3 separate regions of the Sus scrofa genome follow, and all the other regions are linked to region 1. Evidence: chromatin contacts called from public promoter capture Hi-C data. All regions are on one chromosome and are shown on one strand. The core of a region is the stretch at or near the end of the contact, and the rest is flanking DNA. Distances in the headings are between cores, read along the strand shown.

Region 1 (4,966 bases), core at 1,681-4,180:
GGCCGGAGAGGAAAGGCGCTAAGACCAGCCCCTGGTCTCCTGGGGTGGGGCAGGCCAGTGCCAGCCCACTCTCCTCCCCCAGTGCCATCCTGTTGTCCAGCGAAGCAGGTAAAGCCACTCTGTGAGGGTTCATGGTGCCCACACGCTCACCTGACCACCCCTCGCGGCAGCGGAAGGTGCAGCCTGACGTTGAGAGCCTGGCTGCAAGGGAGAAAGGGGCAGAGTCAGCCCAGGGAAGGCAGTGACGTGTCTGACTTCGTTAATGTCACAACTGGAGTTCCGCACAAGTGCCACCCCAACCCCCTGCCAAACTCTAGAGCCGCCAGACTGGATTCTGAGGCTGGTGCCTGCACCTGAAGGTGGAAATGGCAGGTATCTTGGCTTATGGAGATAAACCAGGCTTGGCTACCCCGACTCGTACCTCTTTGGGGGCAGGTCACAACGTAACTTCAGATAAACCTGGAGCCTGGGTAAGAGGGAACAATACTGTTACTCAGGCCCTAGCCTGCTGGCATCGCACCATCCCCCATGCAGGGCCGCCAGGTGTGGCTGTGTCAGCTGTGCCCCAAGAAGGAGAGAAGGGCTGAAATCCACCCAACTCTGTGAGCTACGACATGCCACTTGTGGGGGGGTATGCCTTCTGCAACTTGGAGCCTGTGACTACCACCCTCCTATGTAATCAGTCTTGAGATGTGTGTATAAAACACATGTGTGCAATTATATTAACTGGGGCCCCCAGGGAAGTTCTAAAGAAGAGAAATGGTCTCACCTGCCAGAGCCTCGGTCCCACTGCACAGAGGGAAAGAGCCGGAATGGGAGCGGGGAGGGGAGGTCATCTGAGAGCTGGTAGCGCATCACCGTCAGCTGAGAGCAGAGAGCAACGGAGACGAGTTTGGTCTCCTCCCACTCGAACTGCCTCCCTTCCCCTCGGGAGATGGAACATGCTAGGCTGGCCCGATCCTGACCTCACCCTGAGGGGGCTGCAGGCGGAGGATTCGATGAGATTCAAACTCATCCAGATGCACTGAGCTGTGAAATGAGACCTCATCCACCCGAATTCCTGGCCCATAACCTGGAAAAAGAGAAAGACTCCTCTCCTAACCCATATTTTGAGGGAAAAGGGCAGGGAGGGGATCTGACTCTTAACTTGCCTCCATGAAACCTGTGGCAGTGACCACTGCCTTGGAAAGACCCTCACCTCTCAGTTCTGACTTCCCCACACAAAACTCTTCCGTCAAGCCAATGCGCATCTCTGTCAGAGAAAAGAACATCAGAAAAAGCCGCCAAAGAACACCACGCACATCACCAAGGAGCCAATCCCAAACGCCACCCTGGTCTAGCCTGCAGGCTGCTCACCGGAGCCGCTGGGCAGAAAGCTCTTGAGTCGGATCTCTCCCTGCACGTCCACCTTCAGCAGCGAGCCCTGAAAGCGCCAGGAAGGTTCATGTGCAGAAGGGACCTCCCCGACATGTCTCCCAAACGTCACCTGTCCTCAGCAGCAAGGCTGGGGGCCCACACTTACGTTAGAGGCTATCAGTACGGACAGTCTCTCGACCACGTCCAAGAACACTTCGTTCTTTTGGCTCTGAGGAAGAGAGGGGGATTTGGTGGGTGGCGATTGACTGGCTATTATTCTAACACAGACAGGCAAAAAAGGACAGGTCACTAGAGGCTGGAGCTCTGGGATGGGGACACAGGAAAGGGAAGGGACGAGATCACCTATGTCTAGAGGAGATGGAAAGACAAGCTGGGCTCCGGGACTCTGATCTGCACCCGTCAACCCCACCCTTACCTGGTCAGAGCGGCTGGACAGGACAGGGCGGCTGGCTGCACTGCTGGGGGCCACTTTGCTCTGTTGTGTCTCGGCCCCAAACTGGAAAGCACCCAAAGCAATCAATCCTCAGGTCCGACACTCCCCACCAACCCTCATCCATGCTGGCCTCCTCTGTCCCTTGACTGACCAAGCCAACACTGCTGAGGTCAAAGAGGCTGAAGGGCTTGCTGACCACGGCCTCCGTCTGGATGAAGTTCCTCAGCATCTCCATGGATGTGGTCTGTACGTAGCCATAGTCCTGCGGGCAGAGGAAGGACATTTTTTGGGTGGTCAGTGGGGCGAAGGGGTGAAAATGAGTGGACTTGGTCTCCCAACCACGGGATGTATCTTCAGAGAATAGGGGACAGGGAAGGACGTTCTCAGACCTCACCAGCACTTCATCCAGGAGTTCGTAGACCAGAGCCACGTTGCGGGAGATGGTCCCCTCGCCCAGGGAGCCACAGTAATCTCCCAGGAGAGTGGCTAGCCTGCAGAAACACAATGGAGTGTGCATATCGGCCTCCTCTCCCACCCCCACGCCCATGTGCCCAGCCCTGTCCTCCTCACCGGGAGAGCAGCTCTAGGAGGCTGAAGGGAGAAATGTTCTCTGAAGTCGTGGCCACCAAATAGAGGCCGTTGTGTCTGATGTGAATAAAATGACGGTCATCGTGGTGCTGAGGTAGAGGCAGGGGGAAAAGCATTAGGAAACGAGAGTTGTAATGATTCCTGGCCTGTGAGACAGGCTAGTATCCGGATTCCCCTACTTACTAGCAACGTGATTTGGGGCCACATATGAAACCTCCCTAGAGCCCAGCTTCCTATTGTGTAAATGGTATTAATAACAGTACCAACTAACTGAGTAGCTGAGGACAGAGATGTGTAAGGAACTGTGCCTGGAACACGGTTGCTGCTCAATAAACTGCCATTAACATTTGGACTACTGCACTTCCCAAGTAGAAGCTCTCAGGGAAAGAGCCCTGGGAAGATCCCCGCACTGCCCTCCCCACCCCAGCCCCCGCCGCCTCGGAGCGCTGAGCGCATCCCTTCCACCACCACCCCCCACCCCCGCCAGTGGTTACCATGACAACAGGAGACTCGTCTCCGGGCAGTCCCGTCAGCTTCCGGTAGAAGAGCTCTGCCACATCCCGGCCGCCGCTGTCTCCGCGGACTGACGGGATAGAAGAACAGCTAAGGAGCCAGCGACACTGGCTAGCTCGGAGGCACCAGTCCCACCCAGCCCCAACCCCGCCCCGCAAGCCAAGGATACAGTCCTTGTAGATGAGCGGGTCCCCCTTGGAGGACAGAATGAAGAACTGGGAAATCATGGCCGTTCTGGAGGGTAGACCAGGAGGCAGCGAAAAGTTGGGCCTGCCCCGCCCTGCGGCCCCGGAACAAAAGGACGGGAATGGGCTGGCCCTTTAAGAGGGCTTCTCCTCCGACCGCGGGAAACCTGGCGCCTGCCCCGCCTCGCTCAGCCTTTCCCTCTCAGTACCCGCGCCATTTCCCCGTCAGTCACCCCAGGTTCTCCCGGTGATTGGTTGACGCTGGGGCCTGTGGCGAGTGGGCGGGGCGGAGGACCTCCTCTCTGATTGGCCCGCACACAGCGGCGCTGGTCACATGGGGGGCGACGTTTCGCGCCAATTTCGGTTGGTCGGCTGCGGACCACGGCGCAGACGGTTTTTGCTGCCCAGGCAGTGAGAGGTCTGAGCCCGCCAACTGCTGCCGCGCAGCCCTGGGCAGCAATGGCACTTAAGGACTACGCTCTCGAGAAAGGTGAGGGTCTGCAAGCGTGGGAGGGGCGTCCTGCGCGGAAAGGTTCCTGACCAACACCTGTTGGTGGTGGGTTGGGTTCCTGAGGGGCCTGGCCCGGAGCGCAAGGTCAACGGTAGGGTCGGGAAGCGTCGGGGCTGAGGCCTACGGTAACTGGGAGGCGTACGAGGCGCCAGGGTCGGGGAAGAGCTGGTAACCGGGTCCGGGAAAGGAGTGGGTATCGTGGGGTGGGGGGCGGACACCCCGGCTGGAGGCTCCAGAAGGAACGGTCGCGCCTTAGACCAAGGCTTCCAGGGGCCGTAAGGTTCAGGGTCTGGCACCCGCGGGCCCGCTTCCTTCCACGGTCTTAGGCACTCAAGAGTAGCCGCGTCCTCCCGCGACGCGCCGAAGCCCCGGGGGCGGGCAGGCCTGAGCCGCTGCGCGCCGGGATTGGTCGCGTCAGGCTAACCTCCAAGCGGAAGTGAAGGCGAGCGGAAGTTGCGCGACACCGCTGGAGGGTGTCGTGTGTAAACAGTGTCCTTCCGCGCGGTGGCCGCGGAGAGAACTACTGAGGATGGGGGCGTGCCTGGGATGGGGGAGTTTAGAGGAAGACCGAGGGAAGAAGTGGTGGGGTGGGACGGAGTGGCCCTCGAGGAGCTGGCCAATCGCTGGACGGTCTCCCGCCCTGAGCGGAGGAATCCCGGGCTGTGAGGCGGCGGCATCATCTGGGCCCATGTGCTTCTTTGTTTACTAAGAGCGGAAGCAGTGGCGGGAGAGGGGGTGGGGCGGAGGACGGGCCTGGTGGCGGAGGTCCCGGTGAGAGCGGCGATTTAGGAGACAGAAAGAAAAGGGGAAGCGTTCGCGCGGAAGAAAAGCTGAGAGTCTTGAGATCTGGGTGTGTTGCCAGGTGTGGGAGGCCCTTGGAAAAGGGTTCCGAGATTTCTAACTAAGGCTGAGAGTGGAATTCCCTTGGGGGGTGGGTGTTGGGTAATATTCGCAACTGCCAGGGGTCCCTCTGCTCCCCCAGATAAAAACGGACTTGGAAAAGGAGTTTGTAGGTTTGTTTAAATAAATCTTCATTTATCTAATTAGTTCAGAGATCTCATTTTAAGTGAAAGTGAATCAGAGGAGTTTGGAGTAAGGTATCTGAAGAAAGATTGATCGTCACGATTTTACACTTTCCTTGTAGAAAAAGTGAAGAAGTTTCTACAGGAGTTTTACCAAGATGACGAACTTGGCAAGAAGCAGTTCAAGTATGGGAACCAGTTGGTAAGTCTAAGGTTAGGTAGAAGAAATGGGATGGTGGCTTAAGGAGCTACTAAGAAGTGGCCTGACTTGTTTTAGCAAGGCTGTTTTTCTCTTTAAGTGACAAGTTTAGCATCATACCTGTTAACAGTACTATAT
Region 2 (4,966 bases), core at 1,119-3,618, 590 kb before region 1:
GTTTGACACTAAGATGGTCCTTAAGTTTTGCATTTCATTGAAGGCAAACATTGCAGGGAAATCTGCCATTAGGAGAAAAGGCAGAGAGCTTGGCTGTTTAGTGTTCCTGGAGACCTCCCTTTCATCTCAGTTAATCATCTAGCCACATCTCTGTTTAGTTCAAAGGCTTCCAAATTTCAGAGAACAAAGACCAAGACATTCTACAGCATAGTACCTGGATAAACACAAATATCTTAGGTCCAAGTGATTTCTTCATAATTTTTCCTTTAATTTTTTATGGGAGATTCACAGTTCTGATTTGTTTCATTTCTCAAAGAGGACACTTATACATTCAATTTCCACAGTGTCATCATCAACAGAGGCATTCCCACTTTATGGTCGGGGGAAATTACTTGACCAGGATCACAAACTGGTACCTGGGAAACTCCAGTCTTCTACCCTGGAGTCCAGCGTGCTCTCCCTGACACAATGCATCTAGTAGGTACTCTCCAATCAAAAACATTTTCCTGGAGTTCCCTGGTGGCCTAGTGGGTTAAGGATCAGGGCTGTCACTGCCGTGGCTTGGGTTTGATCTGTGGCCCAGGAATTTCCACATGCCCCAGGCACATGAAAAAAAAAACCAAAAACATTTTCCTGAGAGCATTCAAAGCCCTTTACTGAAGTTTTACTTCATTTTTCACCCAACGAGCAATCCAGGTCCTCTTCTCCCATCAGCCTGGACCGTCACAATTCTAAAGCTGATGCTCATTTTTTTCTACCCAAATCCTGCCCTTCCTTCCAGCTCAGCATAGGCTACCACTGTCCCTGACTGCTTCCACGTCACAGAAGTGCCCCCTTTCCCCCACCCCCTTACCATTTCTGCACCATAATTTACAACCTCACATTTGTTAATTAACAATTAAAACATGCTAAGATCTTATTCCTTCAGAAGATAGGCGGCTGTTATCTTTAACCGCCCAGGACACAATCTACGAAAGTTAAAAAAACAAAAGCTTTCAAGCAAGAAAAACCATCTGTCATAAACTTAAAAACTCTATTCCAGGTAAAGAACTTGACCCAAGATTGGATTATGTTGATCTGTTTTCATATAGGATTAACAATCTGAACATCATGGACCCAGAAGCCCCTACTAGCTAACAAGTACAGAGTGCTTGCTCTGTGCCAAGCACTGTGTTAAGTGCTTTACCTACCATGCAATCCAGAGACTCAGAGATTAGTAGAGGTGCCCAAGGCCACAGACAGGAATGGATGGAACCAGTACACAAGTCCTCGCTTTAAACAACTGCTTTCTGCAGTCTGTGAGCAAGCAGCTGCACTGACAACAGAGGCGGGAATCCTGACTGCAAGAAAAATCAAGTGAATTGAAAAAAAGCAGACACTAAAGCTGCAAGTGCATAGAAGCCTGGGGTTTACTCGGTGCAAGAACAAAGGCTCTTCCTGGTAGCTCTGGAGTTGTGTGCCCCGTTTTGGCACAACACAGGGGACTCAAGCTCCAGGTCTGAATTTACCTCTCCCTGTCACGAGAATTATATTGTTTTTGGTATCGGTTGTGTTAGAAAGCCTGGAAGTAGGGCATACAGTCTGAGGTAACTTCCAAAGAAAATGGTGAAAATACACACCAAACTCTTTTATCCTAAAAAGTTCAAAAAGAATCAGAAAACTCATTTTTGAAAAGCTTTTTCAACAAAGGAAGTGTCAATTTACTTCTCATATTTGCATAGTACTTTTCACTCTTTTCAAAGCCTTTTGCATTCATTTCTTTTCATTCTTTGAGCACCCCGGGAAGGGCATGGAATGGGGGCCTGGGAAGGGAGGAGAGCTTCAATATCTAACTATAAAACAGAAACTGAGGCCAGAAAGCGTCAAGTCCAACGCCCTCGACGTCTAGGTGGCTAGTTGGCAGGGGAGCCAGATAGAAAGTCCAGGTCTCACCAGCCAGTGCTGCCTCGAATTGTTTCTAAGTCATTAGGTTCCCCGTTATTTCATATGTCCCAGATGTCTGATGAACACACCGCTGGGTTGTATGTGTTCCCCTTCAATCCAGGCGGGCTTCCCGGAGGAAGCCAACCCCCGGGGGGGCCGGCGATGGTCGCGCATCACGTGCAGGGGGGGGTCCCCGGGCAGCCCCAGGGACACCCCCGGCCCGCAGCAGGCAGTGTCACGTGAGGAACCGGGCTCCGGGGTCACGTGCCGGGGGGGGTTCGGGGGCGGCGGGCGTCCGGGCCCCGCCCGCTGGGCACGCGGGGAGCGGGCCAGGCCTTACGGGTCGCAGCGGGCCGGAGCCGCGGAGGGGGGCGGGGGCGGTGGCGGCGGCGGGGGCGGAGGGGGCGGCCCCGCGGCCCCGCGTCCGCGTCACGTGGTGCGAGGCGGGCAGCCATCTTGCTACAAACACAAACAGAGAGGAGCGGCCGCCGCGGGAGCGCCAGCGCCCCCTCCCCCGCCGCCGCCGCCCCCCGGCCCGCCGCGCGTCGCCAACGCCCCGGGACCGGAGCCTCGCGCAGCCCGCCAGCCGCGGTAAGCGCTCGGCGGCCCCGCGGACCCCGGCTGGCGGCCGGGCCGCGGCCAAGGCCCGCCCCCGACGCCGAGGCGGCCGCGCCGAGCCTGCGAGAGGCTGAGCGGGAGCGCGGGCCGCCGGCACGGACCCTCCCCCGCCTCCTCCCGAGGCCGCCGCCCCCGGGTGCGCCCGCCCTCCGGCCCTCCCCGCCGGACCCTCCCCCCGCGCGGGCCGGGCCCCCCGCGCCGCCCCGGGAGAGGCCGGCTCGCTCCCGGGGGGCGGCCGCCCGCGCCCCACGCACCTGGCGCCCCCTCCCTGAAGGGCACGCCGTCCTCCCCGGCCGGGCCGCCTCCTTCCCACCCCCGCGCTCCTAACGGTCGTCCTCCTGCCCCTCGGAAGCTCGGCCCGGGCTCCCCACCTCCCCCCGCCCGCAGTCTCCGCCCGGGGGCCCCGGACCCTAATGCCCGGTGCTGCCCGGAGATTGCCCCCAACGTGCCTCTGGCTTCTTATCGAAATTAGCTGGGCCCTGCAGGTCTTGAAGTCCAAGCGTTCCATGACTTTGGCTAACGTGGAAGCCTTTTTTCTTAACCAAAGCACCTCGGCTGGGTCTTCGCTTAAATTTCCTTTCAGCAAGCGACGTTAGTGCTTGGTCATTGGGGTCTCCTTCCTCCTGGCTGCCTGGGCTTGTGAAACACCTTAGTCTTTCCTGTTAGCAGGCTGGGCCCTTCCCAGCACATCTCCCCTGATCCAGCAGCTCTCCAGCCACAGCCCCTCACACTTTGCCTTTTTATTTTGTTCCCTTCAAGTTCACTTCAAAAAGATCCTCATCGCTCATATCTTACGCAGTCATTACTGTAATTTCCAGTAAACTTCCAGGTCTGGTCCATCGTAGGGCCCGGCCTGACCCTGAGAGGTAGATGCCCAACTAGTACTTGTTGGCCGGCTCTTTCCTCCATCCACCCAGTCTCCTGTCTTGCTTCTCATTGCTGCTTTTCCAAAGATCAGCCTTTACAATCTCTCTGCCCCTGAGAGCTGATGTGCACTTGCAATTTAGCCCTGCCCTTTGGCCTTGCACCTGAAACACCATCAGTACCAACAGGCTGGTCCCTTTTGCTGCTCTCAGGGTGAGTTTTCTCTCTGGCTCCTTCAAGTATACCGTTCCTTGTGCACTGCTGCAGTCCGAGCCACTCACCCTTACTCCCGCCTCCGTTTTTTCTAGGTGGTGTGTCATTGGGCAGAGTTGGGGCAGATCTGGGCTTTGTGTTGCTACCATGGCCTGGGGTCCAGGGACCTTGAGGGTCCCATATGGCGATTACAGTCAAATGAGTTGTGTTCTAAGACTCTTGGCCTGGTTTTCTCAGCCAATGGATGTGTCAGTATTGTGTGTGGTTTGGTGGATTAAAGGACCCCAGTTTGCCCCAGCTTTTACATCTGTGGTTGGAGTTTGGGATGGGGGAAAAAAACCCAAAAAAACAGAAATAGCCCCGCTTTAGAGCAGAGGAGGTGAGAAGAGGTGGCTCTGGGCAGGATTTTTAGTAGTCTAGTAAGGAATTAAAAATGGTTTCAAAGTCACAAAGTGTGCCTGTGAGTTTGGGGTGGTTGTGGGTACACGTGAGCCCCTTCTCCAGGCTGGCTCGGGTGTCTGGGACATCAAGGTCTGTTGGGGCAGCTGAGGCTCCCTTCCCTGTTTTCCCTGACTGGAGCCCAGGTCTGGGCAAGTGGGCAGAAGGATCAAATGAGGTAAAGTGTGAAAGTGCTTTGAAAACTGTTAACTGCTAGACATGCCACTGGGTGTGGTCCTGATGGCTCAGAGAGCAGAGCCGGGATAACTGACCAGCAGGGAGAAACTCAGGCTTGCACCCCTTTTTAAGCCTCAGAGTTCTCATCCGACCTCGGACCATGCGTGGCAGAGAGTCTTTCCATCCTGAGAAAGGGCAGAGAAACCTCCAACAGGCTTGGGGCTGGGCGGTTGCTCAAATGTTGGGGAATTTGGGATTCTACTTCTCTTGACAGTGGTGCCTTCCTGTGCCAAGGCACATTGCTCTGGATCTGGGCTAATTTTAGGGGTGATGGAATGTTCTTAACTTAGTTTGTACTGGGACTGCCTATTCTCTGGATCTTTTCCTTCTGTGATTTCTGAACCCCAGAGAGCAGGCTCCCCTCCTGTTCCCTCAAGCCTGTTGTGAGCACCCAGGACCAGTGTGTGTCTTCTCCCCTCGATTCCAGCAGGGGGCAGTCTTCTAATAGCAATAATTCAGATGCTAGGGGAGTGAGAGTATACAGAGGCTAGAGAAGGAGGAGACTGCCTGGGAGGGAATGGGTAGATGAAGCGGGTAGGGCTGAGGGGGGGGACTAAGCACAGCACCAGGTAGCCTGGAAGGGATACTGTCCCCAGTTCCCTGCCTGCCACCTCCCGCTCTTTTCCTTCATTGGAAAGAGATCAGAGCCCTGGTCGTTGAGAGTTGGTAATAG
Region 3 (4,966 bases), core at 1,389-3,888, 560 kb before region 1:
TCAGCGTCTCCTGCCCAGCCGGCCAGGCCCTCACCCGGATCTGGTTCCGGAGCTGCTCGGCCTCCTGTCTCAGTTGCTCCAGCTCACTCATGGCGCCGGGCCCGTGGGGCGGGGTTGGGGGCGGCTGGGGGCCGCGGGACGGGGGCTGGGGGAGGCAGCTCCTCGCCGCTGGCCCGAGGCCTGGGGGATGCAGGGCTGACGTCAGGCCCAAGGCCGCCGGGGAAGAAGGGGGAAAGGCGGGGTTGAAGCGCGCGGCCCGGAAGGGGTAAGCGCCGCTGGGAGGGGGAAGGGAGGGGGCGACAGCGGTGGCTGCGGTGCCACGGACAGGGCCAGGGTCTCCTGGCACTGGTGAGCCGCCTTTGCAGCGGAACAGCCGACTTCCCCAATCTTCCTCCCGCCCCCCGGAAGCGGAGCGGGAAGTGTAAGAGGAAGCGCAGGGGAAACCCCTCCCTCGGACAGCAGCCCGGGCGGGACACCCGAGGCAGGAACTGGGGGCCGGTGGGGGGGGTGGGTGGCGGGGAGAGTCCCTTCGAAAACAGACCTGGCGTCCGCCCTGGCCCGCACAGGCACCACCCGCCTAGCACCTAATTTTAAAAGGGGCGTTGCCTCTTTAAATTCACCCCCACACGCCGCACACTCTCCACGCACACCCCCAGCTTCGACTGGGGGTGGGGGGAGACCAGGGGAAAGCTGGGCTGTTCGTGGGGTTGCCTAGGCAACCGTCACCCGGACTGAGAGCACCTCATTGGTGAAGTGCCCCCACCGTAGCCCGGTTGCTAAGGCAACCGCATCCACGGCAGAGACCTGTAGGGTGGGTGACCCCACCCCCGGCCCCAGCCCCATCGCCCCCGCCCGACCCAGCCTCCCGCCCCTCCCCAGAACCGGCCCGGGTGGCTGTTTACAGGATTTGGAAAAGCCGATTGGGCACTAATAGGTTCGGGACGGCTCACCCCGGATTATCCCTGGGCCGGCTGCGCCCCATTAGCCGCCCGCAGCGGGTGGAGGCGAGGGTGGCAGGGAGGGCAGCCCCAAGCCTCTGCTCCTCCAGCGCCGAGGCTGACGGCCCCGGCGTGCCTGCAGGAAGCCCGTGGGAGCCGCTCTCGAGTAATTAGGTCTCCGAAGAGAGGTCCCGGGCCCCGAGCGCGGAGCTGCTCTCTCCCAGGCGCCGGAGAGCGGGCTGGCGAGCGGACGGCCTCAGGCGGCCCGGCCCCTGCACCCTCGGCTCCCCAGGAGCCCAGCCTGTGAGCTCCGCGCCGGGGCCCCAGGGGCCTGGCTGGCTCCGCTCCAGCGCCCGAAGTCCTACCCCCCCCCTCCTTTGGACACCTGTGTGATCTGGCCATGCACACTGCACTCTGCCAACCCAGGCGTCCCCCACCCTGCTCCCACTTCCCCCAGGCCCTGGGCGTTTCTCTTCCCCGCTGACATTTCCCCTCGCTCTGTTCAGCTTTCTACGCCAGAGCCTGGGGACGCCCTTCCAAAGTGGGGGGCAGAGACCCCCATCCCATTTCCCCAGCTCGGGACAAAGCCCCTCAATTCCAGCTGCCGGCAGCCCAGGCCGGGCGGCAGCGCCAGACGCCCCAGGCAGAAGGAAGCAGGCCAGGAGGAAGCCGCTGGGGGCGGGGGCAACGCTCCCAGCCCTCAATCCCTATCACCCTTCCGAGCCCCCTCGGCAACCCCAGATTCTGGGCATACAGCAATTGGGGTCCCAAGGAGAAATGGGGGTGCCACCGCCTCCGCAAGGCTGACGGGGCGAAGGGGAGGCAAGGGACAAGCGAGGGTCCCCGGATCTGGCAGGGGAAGGCGCGGGCCGGTGTGGCTCTTCGAAACGCAGTGGGCCTGGCTCTCCGGCCCCCACGACCTCCATTTTGCCCAAAAGAAAGCTCGGTGGGGGGTAGGGGCGACTGGGAGCTAAGCGTGAGGTTAGGACTGCTAAAGGGAATGAGGTGCCGAGGTCTCTGGTCTAGGGGGTAATGGGTCCAGAAAAGAACCTAAATCGAGGGTGGAGACAAGGGAAGGGTGGCCTCGCGGCCTTGCCTGCTTCTCTGAGGATTCTGGACTTTTGCAAGGCGAATGCCAGCGGCGGTGCGAAATGGGAGGACACGAGGGGTGCTACCCCGGGGGAGCTAAGAGGGTGGCAGTGGTGGGGAAAGGGGGCGGGACAGGGCCTAGAGGAAGCCCCGAATTTAGCCCCCCAACTTCTCAGGGAGCAAGAGGCAGGTGGGGGTGAGATGAGGTCTAGAGTCAGGCAAAAGGCCCCTGATGCTGCAGGGAGCGCGTGCGTTATTGGGGGCGAGGGTCCCCCAGTTCCCCTTCCGGGTTTGGGAGCGACGGGGCCATAAGAAGGGAGGGGATGTCTGGGGAGTTACGTCCGCTCCCGAGAGGCCAGACCGGGTAGACAGACGGAAGAGAGGTTCCCCCACGGGAATTTGGGGCTGGGAAGGGGATGAGGACTCCTTTTACCAGCGGAGGTACCTGTGGCGGTGGGACTCTGCGAAGGGTCGCTAAAGGAGAGCGGGAGGTCCTGTCTTCCTCCGCGGCGGAGGCGGCAGCGGCGGCGACGCGGATGGATTTTCTCAGTCACCCCAACTCAACCGTCCAGCGCTGCTCTCCCCAGAGCGGAGGGATCCCGCCCGCCAGTGACGCGGCCGTCGCCGCCGCGCCCAGGGCCCGGCTGGACGAGACCAACTACTTATCGGGGGGAGGCCGGGGGAAAAATAGCACTTAGGGGGCAAATATTGACCCCATAACATCAAAGATATTACTCTACATTATTTCTACGCAAAATGGGCTCAGAAAAATACTTTGCTTCCCGAAAAGGCACAAAACATCCCCTCTGGGACTGACATAGGTGGTACCGGCATAGGGGAGGGTGAAACCGCTCGCTGGTCACGTGACCTGCCCTCCCGGATTGGGCGGCTCCAGACTGGGAAGGGGAGCTCGACGCCCCAGTTCTCGCCTTGGCTCCGCCCTTTGTCTGTGAGACCACGCCCCTCCACAGGGGACAGGGTTGAGAGAGATCAGTGTTGATCACTGCTGGAGAGGCCAGCCGGCCTCAACGCGTAGCGAGGAGGAGCAGTGTTTCCGAAGGTGCCCGGGCGGGAAGCCATGGGGACCTGGGCGGCCCCTGGGAACTCAGGTATGCTGTGAGAACGGGTCTGCCCAGGCAGTGCCCCCGCGTTGCCCAGTGGCTTTTGCGGAACTCTTTATGTGGCGGCATGACACTCTAATAGCAACTCGTTTATTGAGCTTCATACTTATTTACTCCTCACAGTGCTATGAAGTTGAGTACTGGCTTTGTCCCCATTTTACAGTAGTGGAAACAGAGTCCTAGGGCTGCAGAGTTGGAATATGAACCAAGGCTGCTTTATCGACCTTATTGTGTGTATTAATATCTAGCCTCTTGATGAACCTCGCTCTGGACCATCTCCGCGAAGGGATGAGAATGTAAGTATAGGCCTCGGTTTCCACATCTATAAAATGAGAGTGTTGATAGCTACCTGCCCTGCAAGTCACCTTGGATTATTTTAAGATCCTGCGGATTGTGAAAATGTTTTGGAAAGTTCAAATCAATGAGTAACCTTCATTGAGTCCTCATGCGATTTAAAAGTATTAAAACATACACTTTTCATTTAGCCTCAGTTGAAGGCATTAAAAACAGTTTCCAAAGCACCAATTTTTAAAGAGAATAAGAAAAGTCACATTCTTAGTTAAGCACAAATTCCATTTATGGAGCACTCACCAATTCGATCATATATTAGCAGTAGGTAATAGGTGTCAATGAGAATTTGGAAGGGAGGGAGTTCCCATTGTGACTCAGCAGGTAATGACCCCAACTAGTATCCAGTATCCAACTAGTATCCAGTATCCAACTAGTGGCTTAAGGATCTGGCATTGCGGTGACCTATGGTGCAGTTTGCAGCCTGGTTTTGGATCCTGCATTCCTTTTTTTGTTGTTGTTTTTTGTTTTGTCTTTTTGCTATTTCTTGGGCCGTTCCCACGGCATATGGAGGTTCCCAGGCTAGGGGTCGAATCGGAGCCATAGTCACCGGCCTACGCCAGAGCCACAACAACCTGGGATCCGAGCCGCGTCTGCAACCTACACCACAACTCACGGCAACGTCGGATCGTTAACCCACTGAGCAAGGGCAGGGATCGAACCCGCAACCTCATGGTTCCTAGTCGGATTCGTTAACCACTGCGTCACGACGGGAACTTCTGGATCCTGCATTTCTGTGGCTGTGGCATAGGCCAGCAGCTGCAGCTCCTATTCAACCCCTAGCCTGGGAACATCCATATGCTGCAGGCGCAGCCCTAAAAAACAAAACAAAAAGAACTTGGAAGGGATCTTATAGAAAATTTAGCTCAGTTTCCTCTCAATCTACAGATGGATTAAAGTGACTTCCTTAAAGTCACTTAGAAAACTAGCAGCCTAGAACGGGAACCCAATTTTGTTAATCTCTATAGGCATCAAGTTATTCTTCTATTCTTCCTCTCATTTTTTCCTTTTCTTTCCTTTTTTTTTTTTTTGGCTGCCCTGCAGCACATGGAGTTCCTGGGCCAATGTAGCTTAGCCACATTCAGGACCTAAGCTACAGCTGCAGCAACACTAGATCCTTAACCCACTGTGCCGGGCGTGGGATCCAACCTGTGTCCCTGTGCTCCCAAGAGGCCACCGATCCCGTTGTGCCACACTAGGAACTCCATGCTTCCTCTTGCTTTGGTTTCTGTGTGGATATGTTTCTTTGTTTTAACTCATTCAACAAATAGTTATTAGGTCCCAATGATGTATCAGGCACTGTCTTAGGTACTTGGAATACAACTTCAAACTTGTGCACCCTCCTCTGCCTGCAGAGAGCTTACAACAGCCGATAGACAACCATGGAGATAACTATTAGTACTGGGGGCTTTGGAAGTGTCATTCATTGAGAGCAAAACAGTTAGAAAGGGTTACATTTGGGGAGGAAGA

The links. Promoter capture Hi-C pulls out the DNA fragments that hold promoters and counts their contacts.
Region 2: a promoter capture Hi-C map of liver shows a contact between it and region 1, with 3 times the contacts expected there. The contact joins the promoter of GIGYF1 here to the promoter of MCM7 in region 1. A contact is called at or near these places in 3 of 5 promoter capture datasets (fetal liver, liver and skeletal muscle) and 2 of 47 Hi-C or Micro-C datasets (embryonic fibroblasts and epiblast stem cells).
Region 3: a contact with region 1 is called in a promoter capture Hi-C map of fetal skeletal muscle, with 5 times the contacts expected there. The contact joins the promoter of GNB2 here to the promoter of MCM7 in region 1. A contact is called at or near these places in 1 of 5 promoter capture datasets (fetal skeletal muscle) and 1 of 47 Hi-C or Micro-C datasets (embryonic fibroblasts).

What each region holds. Positions count from the first base shown.
Region 1 is chr3:8,012,011-8,016,976 of Sscrofa11.1, reverse strand. MCM7 (DNA replication licensing factor MCM7) reads left to right here and starts at 2,930. Exons shown (of 15, transcript XM_021086193.1): 1 at 2,930-3,586; 2 at 4,752-4,831. The coding sequence starts at 3,556. It overlaps AP4M1 (AP-4 complex subunit mu-1), which reads right to left and starts at 3,276. Exons shown (of 15, transcript XM_021086202.1): 1 at 3,081-3,276; 2 at 2,893-2,981; 3 at 2,381-2,487; 4 at 2,205-2,301; 5 at 1,962-2,072; 6 at 1,793-1,873; 7 at 1,523-1,585; 8 at 1,357-1,423; 9 at 1,199-1,252; 10 at 966-1,072; 11 at 770-864; 12 at 422-466; 13 at 151-201. The coding sequence starts at 3,138.
Region 2 is chr3:8,597,528-8,602,493 of Sscrofa11.1, reverse strand. GIGYF1 (GRB10-interacting GYF protein 1) reads left to right here and starts at 2,368. Exons shown (of 27, transcript XM_021086242.1): 1 at 2,368-2,514. It overlaps LOC110260076 (branchpoint-bridging protein-like), which reads left to right. Exons shown (of 3, transcript XM_021087974.1): 2 at 2,045-2,514; 3 at 2,568-2,868. The coding sequence ends at 2,868.
Region 3 is chr3:8,576,709-8,581,674 of Sscrofa11.1, reverse strand. GNB2 (guanine nucleotide-binding protein G(I)/G(S)/G(T) subunit beta-2) reads right to left here and starts at 2,638. Exons shown (of 10, transcript XM_003480989.3): 1 at 2,473-2,638; 2 at 35-180. The coding sequence starts at 91.